2 separate regions of the Mus musculus genome follow, and region 2 is linked to region 1. A link is a contact called in public promoter capture Hi-C data. All regions are on one chromosome and are shown on one strand. The core of a region is the stretch at or near the end of the contact, and the rest is flanking DNA. Distances in the headings are between cores, read along the strand shown. Region 1 has its middle 11 kb from the start of She. Region 2 holds the start of Tpm3 (tropomyosin 3, gamma).

What was found. Promoter capture Hi-C pulls out the DNA fragments that hold promoters and counts their contacts.
Region 2: a promoter capture Hi-C map of the HPC-7 cell line shows a contact between it and region 1. The contact joins the promoter of Tpm3 here to the enhancer-like site in region 1. A contact is called at or near these places in 10 of 39 promoter capture datasets (3T3-L1-derived adipocytes, the C10 cell line, the HPC-7 cell line and 5 more), 1 of 15 datasets of contacts at CTCF or cohesin (pro-B cells), 18 of 484 Hi-C or Micro-C datasets (the G1E-ER4 cell line, the HL-1 cell line, the P5424 cell line and 8 more), 13 of 115 datasets of contacts at active chromatin or transcription factors (acute myeloid leukemia, bone marrow-derived macrophages, embryonic stem cells and 3 more) and 2 of 9 other capture datasets (adipose tissue and macrophages).

The regions. Positions count from the first base shown.
Region 1 is chr3:89,817,768-89,822,362 of GRCm38.p6, forward strand. It overlaps the pseudogene Gm8969. Among named protein-coding and RNA genes, the nearest start is that of She, 11 kb to the right of the region's middle. Within about 2 kb of position 2,349, at least 26 of the 459 cell types and tissues checked have an H3K27ac peak or open chromatin away from gene starts, as enhancers often do. A contact at or near this core is called in the HPC-7 cell line, the P5424 cell line and Th1 cells, where this site is marked.
Region 2 is chr3:90,070,528-90,075,122 of GRCm38.p6, forward strand. Tpm3 (tropomyosin 3, gamma) reads left to right here and starts at 2,124. Exons shown (of 10, transcript NM_001293748.1): 1 at 2,124-2,323; 2 at 3,193-3,318. The coding sequence starts at 2,207.

The DNA.
Region 1 (4,595 bases), core at 1,099-3,598:
AAAGTCTAGTACCATGAGCCAATGCTCTTAACCACTGGACCAACTCTCCAGCCCCCCTGTTTTCTTTGTCTAATAAAACACTGGAGAACCCTGTGTTATGGTATATGGCATATTATGATATGTCATCTCCATGTCTAATCAATCATGTTTGGTACAAGGCAAAGAACATAAGATTAGGGACAACTGGACCTAGGGTCAACTTTTAGTTGACTACCTTCGTGGTCTTTGTCCTTAGTGCAGAGATTTCAGTTCTCGGGGCTTTGGCTGCCTCATCCAGGAATCTGGGACATCCCCCACTTCCCACCTGAGTTACAACTAACAACAAAGCCACGCCCGTGAAGCATTTGGTCTACTTCCTGCACTAGGACTGATAGCCACGCCAGACCATCCCGTGGAAGAATGAGGAGCTGGGGATGAAGGCTGAGTGTGACTGGCTGGTGAGAGGGCACATAGACCAGGAAGTTTTTAACAATGTCTGACATGCAGCACAGGCTTGCTTCAGCTCCTAAAAGTTCATGGTGTTGAGAGGGAGGACCTGGGGGGCGGGGGGCAGGTGTAATTGGCAATTAAAGCGGTGAGTTATGTGTGTTAAAGAGCAAGGCCACCCTGTGTGGTCTTCCACTGACACACAAGTAAAAGCGTGAAAGATGTAAAGGAAAACAACACTTGCACATCTAACTCTCCCTATCCTTCTTCTGGGAAATACTTGGTGACACTGGCCTCAGCAAACACTGCTGAGTGCTGGGTGCTGAGTGCTATGTGCTGCATGCTGGGTGCTGAGTGCTGGGTACTTGCCAGAGCTAACCAATCAGTCAGCGTGGGAACCATGACTGGGGAGTGAAGATGATTATAGGAAAGGCAGAAAGAAGATGTAAGAGACAGGGATGGGAGGGCTGCAGATTAACACCATGCCAGCAAGCAAGTGTATTTTCTCCGTGTCTTTTAAAGGCAAGCAACACAAAGCATGACCAATTCCAGGAATATAAACAATGACCACAAATCCTTACTTGGCAAGTATATGGTACACAGTATCTATGTTTGACTAAGGCCGTTTCCTTCAGGCTAGGACAGTCTCAAGGACATATGCTGTAAGCAGAGTTATAATACACATCTTAATTAAAAACAAAGACAGATGTCGGTGGACTCATTTATGCTTAATCACAAGCAAGAAGTCAGTCAAAGTTAACTCTGGAAGTGCTCCCCATATGTGCTGGGTGCTGGGTGCTGAGTGCTGAGTGCTGGATGCTCAGTACTGGATACTGAGTGCTAGCCTCACATCCCTATCCTCTAGGCAGGAGCTCAGCTCTCATCACTCTTGAGAAGAGAGTAAAGGAGAGATCCAAGCTTTTAGTAAGGTTCTAGAAAGTGCTTTAGAACAAATGAAGACATGCTTCAGGGAGCTGCCTAGAATGATGAGGGGGACAGGGTGAGTATCCAAGGCAGGCCAGAGAGAATCTGCAAAGTCAAGGAGAGGAGCCACCAAGGCTCCCTGTGGACACTACAGGCAATCGGAGCCAGCTGCCCTGCACATGTGCCACTGGCCAGTCAGGTGAGGTAGGTGCTGGAGCAGTCAGCGAGTTGCTCAGGAAAGCTGTGTCTCTGTGGCCACACTCCATCCACCGACTACAAGATGCAGTCAAAGGGCTTAACCAGATTGGTGGCATTCCTGTCACCATTCCAGATAGACCATTTTGGAAATGTCAGAGAGTATGACGGGCCAAAATGAAACCACCATCAGGTTGGCCAGGACACAGTGGAGGTGACAAGGGAGACGTGAGAAAGGAAGCAATGGGGCTGGAGAGATGGTTCAGAGGTTAGGAGCACTGACTGCTCTTCCAGAGCTCCTGAGTCTGATTCCCAGCAACCACATGGTGGCTCAAAACTATCTGTAATGGGATCTGATGCCCTCTTCTGGTGTGTCTGAAGACAGCTACAGTGCACTCATATTAAATAAATAAATCTTTTTTAAAAAAGAAAGAAAAGAAAGGAAGCAACAGCCAGTGAGTGCAGGATGGACAGAATCCACACAGACGACAAGGCCGTTCTTCACCAGAAGCTAGGCACAGTGGCATTCGTCAATGAGACTGCACTCAGGGTCCCTCACTTACCCACTCCCCAGGCACACTCACCTGGGAGCAGCTGCCTCTCCGACACTTCATTCTCCCAGACAGTTTATCAGAAGCCACAATGTCAATGCTGTTCAAACACGGCATCAGCACTGCACTGCCAAACCCAGATGCCCAACAAAAAGGAAGAGCAAGAGTCTCTGCAGACCTCCGCTCCCCTCCTGACTGAGTACCTCCTCCACTCAGAGGCAGGAAGCAAGTCTCTCTGGGTCATGCAACCACACAAAGCACACTGAGGCTGTTATCAACGGGTAAGAAATGCTGAGGATGATTGGGGAGGGAGGGGACACTGTGTGAGGCAGCGTCGTGCTTCAAACACGAGACAATCCTCTTGCTCCTTTCTGCTCCATAGTGCTGACATTACACTTCCAAGGTAATTCTTTTTTAAAATGTATTTATATGTATTGTGTCTTTGTGAGTATGTGCCAGGTGTGGGCAGGTCCCCACAGAGGCCAGAAAAGGGCATTTGAGCCATACAGTGTGGGTGCTAGAAACCAAACTCTGGTCCTCTGTAAGAGCAGCAAGTGCTCTCAAGTGGGGAGTCATCTCTCCAGCCTTCCAAAGGGGATGCTTGGCTTTGTGAGAAGGGTGGAGATGGGGCTGGCAAAGATAAGGGACTTACATGCTATAGCTGTTTTCCAGCAAGCTTCTACAAAGCAAGGCAGCCAGGTTGGAGAGAGGCCAGGGGAATTTCCACTCAGTAGGCAGTTAGGTAAGGGAACGTCCCCTGGCCCTCCGAGGCCTCCTGATCCATAGGACCCAGAAATATAGGAAACCTTGGAAGGCACCACTAAGCAATTTACATTAAAATAAATTCTCTGCGTGGGCCCCGTGTAATCACGTGGTCCTTGAAAATGGAAGAGGGAGGCAGAAAAGAGGTTTAAAAAAAAAAAAAAGATGGGAGCAGCACCCTGGAGTTCCGTGGACCCGTGTCTTACTTCAACAGTGTTTGGACGGAACAGATCCAGGGACTTCCTCTTTGTTAGCTTCCAGCCACCTTACAGTCTCTCCAACCGCAGCCCTCTGGGACCATCTCCTCAGAGCCTTCGGCTCCAAGAGCCAGCCAGCACCTCTTCCTGGTTAGCTCCATACTCCACATCAGCCATTACCTCTCAGATTCATCAGAATTATTCCATCGAAGTGGAAGCTTCTGTGAACCGCCAGGTATACTTGTACCTCTCTCTGGGCTACTATAGATTGGGTGTAGGCCACTTTTTCTACGAATTGACCAAGGAGAAGCACTGTTATCAAGTGTCTCCTCAAGATACAGAACGAACTCGGGGGCGGGGGCGGGGGCGGAGGGAGGAGCGCACTCTTCCAGGATGCGCAGAAGCCATCTCTAGATGAATGGGGTAAACCCCAGGAAGCCATGGGTACTGCCTTGGCCCTGGAGAAGAACCTGTACCAGGCTGCCTTGGGTCTTCAATCCCTGGGTTCTGCCCGCACAAACCCTCATCTCTGTGACTTCTTGGAAGAACCACTTCCTAGATGAAGAGATGAAGCTCATCAAAAAGATGGGCAACCACGTGACCAATCTCTGTTAGGCTGGTTGGGTCACAGCCAACACAGACTGGCATGCCCCAGCCACCTCCGGGTGAATATCACTCTGAGCAGCTCATTCTCAAGCTTGACTCGGAGACCCCCTCACCTTCCAAGGGCTCCCTCCTCTGCTCGGCACCAGCCCACCTCAAGACCTCCACCTGAATGAACCTCTGAAGCCACTAGACAGCTTCGTAACGACCCTGCAGCCCCCTACAAGTCATGGACCAAGTAAAATTAAAACTTTTTGAAACAGGAAAAAAAAAAAGGAAGTCTAGTAGTAAGGTTAAAGTCATCTGAAATGAGAAACAACCATAGCTGCTGGTGAGAGAGGAGGGTCCACCAGCCAAGGAGCCAGGGAGCCTGCAGAAACTTGAAAAGACAAGGACTGGGAGTCCCCAGTTCTGGCCCCTTATATCAGCCCTGTAGACGGCCTGGCTTTAGCCCAGTAGGGTGTACACCAGAAGTGTAACCTGCAGAGCTAGAAGATAATATGTATTGCTTAAGACACTAAGTTTGCTGTGATGTTAAGAGCAACAGAGTAACACAGCTTCTGTGAACAACTTTAGTGGGGGAAAAAAGATGTATCTATTTTTATCTCCTGTGTATGGGTGTATTGCCTCCCAGGTGTTTCTGGGTACTATAGGCATGCAATGCCTGCAGAGGTCAGAAGAGAGAATTAAATCTCATGGAACTGGAGTTGGAGAGAGCTGTGAGCTGCCATGTGGGTTCTGAGAATTGAGCCTGCAACAGCAGCCAGTGCTCTTAACCGCCGGGTCATCTCTTCAGCCTCCCCGCCCCAAACCATGAGCCTCCCATGCTTCTGTTCAGAGGTTGGTTTGTGAGAACGGGGCCTGGCAAGCTAGACCCGAGGTTCTGAGGAGGGACTGTCAGCATCAGCATACTTTGTTCTATAAGATGGGGTTGAAG
Region 2 (4,595 bases), core at 874-3,373, 250 kb after region 1:
ACAGAGGATTGTGAGCCACCATGTGGTTGCAGGAATTGAACTCAGGACCGCTGGAAGAGAGCAGTCAGTGCTTTTAACCGCTCAGCCATCTCTCCAGCCCTATGATTTTTTAAAAAGATTTATTTATTTATTTATTTATTTATTTATTTATTTATTTATTTATATGTGAGTACACTGTAGCTGTCTTCAGACACTCCAAAAGAGAGCATCAGATCTCGTTACAGATGGTTGTGAGCCACCCTGTGGTTGTGGGATTTGAACTCAGGACCTTCAGAAGAGCAGTCGGTGCTCTTACCTGCTAAGCCATCTCACCAGCCCCATGATTTGTTTGTTTGTTGTTTTGTTTTTCTAGACAGGGTTTCTCTGTATAGTCCTGGCTGTCTTGGAACTCACTTTGTAGACCAGGCTGGTCTCGAACTCAGAAATCTGCCTGCCTCTGCTTCCCAAGTACTGGGATTAAAGGCATGCACCACCACTGCCCGGCTAAAAGTATCAGTTCTTTGTTGTTGTTGTTGTTGTTGTTGTTTGTTTGTTTTTTGTTTTTCAAGACAAGGTTTCTCTGTGTAGCCCTGGCTGTCCTGGAACTCACTCTGTAGACCAGGCTGGCCTCGAACTCAGAAATCCACCTGCCTCTGCCTCCCAAGTGCTGGGATTAAAGGCATGCACCACCGTGCCTGGCGATTCTTTTTCTAACTAAATTTCTCTCCACAACTCTCCTAAAAGAGATGTATATAGAGCCCATGTTAACCCGGAAGGCTCATGTGGAAGTGGGAGAGAGCTGAAATTTGAGGAGCAACTCTTCATATATCTTGCCCCCTATGGTAGAAAGGATGTATCTCTCCTCCTTGTCTTCTGCTCTTGTCTTTTTCTCCTCTCTATTGCCCTCTTCTCTATCAACCCATACATGTCCTTTCTCTGGTTCTCTCTTGTCCCCTTTTCCTGACTGGCCTCTCAATTGGGGGTGCTTGTTTTCTTTGCTTTCTTCCAACAGTTAGCTGGAAGTCTCTCCTCCCAGTCTGTTAGTATCAGTCTGTTCTTAACAGGGAGGCTCTCGAGAGGGAGCCGGCTCTGCCCCTGCCCCCACCCTGATGCTTGACTCCGGTCCCACACTGCTGTGGTTTAGCCTCAACACTAACTATCCTTGACATTATGAATTAATTAGAACCACTTCTACTTGCTCTGCTAGCTCCAGTCCGGTCACCTTGAACAGTGTCCACTCCTCTGGCATAGATGGGTATATGGCAACTGTGTATGGGATCAATTGCCACCTGTCAATAGCAAGATTCCAAGTGGAATTATGAGCATAGCTGGCACTACACTGGGGGAAGTAGAGCTGGTGGACACTATAATGGCATGGTGGACAGCGGGCTGGGGAGGGGGCCACAGAGGGAGCAGTTGAAGAGGAGTAGAGGAAAGCGACAGTCTTCAGTATGTCAGACCTTCTATTTTAAGGTCGCTATGAGAAAACGTGATCCTGTTCTGTGACCTCCTTGTTTCTCATCCCACTTGACACCCTGAGATACCCTTTCAGATCCCAGGCCTTCAACTTTATCCTATGGCCTTTACAGACTAATGTCTCCTTGCCTATTAGAGAATCCCAAAATAGCCCAGCAATCCCAACTGTCAATCTGGGGGAATTGTCAACGATCATGAGTGACCTCCCATCGTCACTGTTGACCACGCTCCTTAGATACCAGGAATCCAAAGACCAAACCAGTAGAGTTTGGTCCATATCCAATATAGTCCAAGGGGAGAATGAGAGATCTGAAGGCTACTAGGACCCCTCTGGTGGCGAGAACTGCTAAAGTACCCTTCTGTGCTTCAGTGTTCCCCCCTCTTCTGTTCCTCTACTTTTGAGGGACCCACAGAGCTGCCAAGAACGAGTGGAAAGTTTCAAGGTCAGGGAGAACCTCCCCCACCCCCACTTTCCATTGTCTAAAATCAGCCTCAGCTGTTCCTCAATTTTTTTTTTCTTGCTGGTGATGTCAGTCTATCAATGTGTCTGACCCTGTGTTCCCCCAGGGGAACAGTGAAGGGATGGGAGGGAGCTAGAAAGACCATGTTAGGAAGAAGAGGTGGAGCCGCAAGCACAGATAAAGGTTCAAACCTGGGGAACTTTGAGTGACCCGGGTGGCAGCCCTTCCTCTCTGGCCCCAGCCTCCAGTTCTCCAGTGTTCACAGGTGAGCCCACCAACGGTCACAGCTCATGATGGAGGCCATCAAGAAAAAGATGCAGATGCTGAAGTTAGACAAAGAGAATGTTCTGGACCGAGCTGAGCAAGCTGAAGCTGAGCAGAAACAGGCAGAAGAAAGAAGCAAGCAGGTAGGTGCTGGTATGGACCTTTCCCACTTGCTGGTTGCAAGACAGAGATGGTCCAGGCAATGGTGGCACACACCCCTGTAATCCCAGCACTCAGGAGGCTGAGTTTCAAGGCAGCCAGAGGGGCAGGGGGTTCATGGGAGAGGCAGTGACCACTGGGCCAGCTTCTTTTTTGGGTGGGAGGAATGCCCCAGTCTCAATGAAGCCCCTCCCCCTGAACATCTAGGGCAGCAGTTCTCAACCTGAGAGTTGAGACCCCTTTGGGTCATTAACCCTTTCACAGGGGTTGCCTAAGACCATCAGAAAACACAGATACTTACATTATGATTTAAACAGTAGCAAAATTAACAGTTATGAAATAGCAATGAAAATAATTTTATGCGTGGGGGTCTCCACCACATGAGGAACTGTATGAAAAGGTCTCAGCACTAGAAAGGCTGAGCACCATTGCTTTAGGGTAGCCCCTTTGCACTGTCATGTGACCTTGAGAAAGCCGGTGGCCTCTTCCTAGCCACAGTGTGCCTGCAGGACTTAAGTAGAAGTAGACCACATTTTGAAGAATGTCTTACTTCTAAAGCAAAGGGTAAGGAATGATCCAACTCTCTCTGTCTCTCTGTCTCTCTCTGTAACATCACAGAAATAAGCTTCCCCACTAGATGTTTATCATTCAACAGTCTTGCATTAAAGCACCAGATGACTTGGTCACCTTGGGGCCAGACATTATAGGGTCTGAGGTGAAGCCATAGCCTGATGCCTGGAGCATGGCTGAAGAAGTGTGTCTCTCCTGGGGCTGGGCTCAGTGCTCTTTGGAGTCCAAGTATACACTGTTGTGTTTATGTCTTTGTGTGTTACTCTCTGGGCTCTGGCTCCAGCTAGAGGATGAACTAGCAACCATGCAGAAGAAGCTGAAAGGGACAGAGGATGAGCTGGACAAGTATTCGGAAGCTTTAAAGGATGCTCAGGAGAAGCTGGAGCTAGCAGAGAAGAAGGCAGCCGACGTGAGTATTGGGGGATGGCTTATTTGCCTTCTTACCCATAGACTGTGGGGACATATGCCAACATAATACTCTTGCACATGACAATGCGCTGGCATGCTCTTCTGTTGGGGTATACTTTCTTACTCAAAGACATGTTGAGATTGAGGGCATAGTTCAGTGGCAGCATGCTTTCCTAACGTGCATGGATCCCTGGGTTCTACACTAGCACACATGCACGAGAGAGAGAGAGAGAGAGAGAGAGAGAGAGAGAGAGAGATCTCATTTCTGCACTATTCAACCTCCTTCGCAGTAATCTAATGACCTTTTCCAGAACCTGGACAAAGGAGGGGCCTCCACATCCAGATGCATGCTCTCAGGTATCCACTCCCCCACCCCCCCATGCCACATTCTTAGCTTTTGTGTACAAGGTTTGGCATGTGCATGTGTGTATTAATAGGGAGCCTCTCATCTCTCAGTTACCCAAGAAAGCCAGCTTAGATTTCACAATAGAAAATGGAGGTCACACTGACCTTGGCCCTATATGGGTTTATTTGTCCTAGCCAAGGTGGACATCTGCCTTTATGCCATAGAGATGCTACAGAGAACTCTGATCATAGGAGAGCAGTGACGTATCAAGGGTGAACTATAACAGAAACTGGGAAGCAGGCTAAGGCAGTACCCCTAGATCTTACTCTACAGCCCTGAATAAATTACATAGTTCTTAAGAGCCTTTTCCCCTCTTAAAACGAAAATGAATTGCCTCTGCCCACCTCCTACTACAGTTTGGTACCCACTTTCCTTCATTTCCAACACTGACGTTTGCTGCAAAGAGAAACACAAGACTATATAGGACATCTGCTTTGAAGAAAAGTACCACAGGATGGTTTATTTTTTATTTGGGGTGCTGGGGATTAAATTCAGCCCTCCAACCAGCTACATTTACCTAGCCCATAGGGGTTTTAACAAAAACAACAAAAGGATATGTCAGTTACACAGGCATATCATACACAGTTCTCAGCATCCAGGTGAGGAGAAAACTAGAAGCTGATGTTATTTTAAATCATGTTTGGTTTTGGAAAACAGCTTAAAGGACAGAGTGGATCACTCCCGACGGACGCATTTAGATGCTCACGTTCAGTCTTTGCTGGGAGGCATCTGCTCTTCTCTTTCTTTCTTTTTTTTTTTTTTTCTAATATATTTTCTAGATGTATTTATTTGCTGGGCAGTGGTGGCGCACGCCTTTAATCCTAGCACTTGGTAGGCAGAAGCAGGCGGATTTCTGAGTTTGAGGCTAGCCT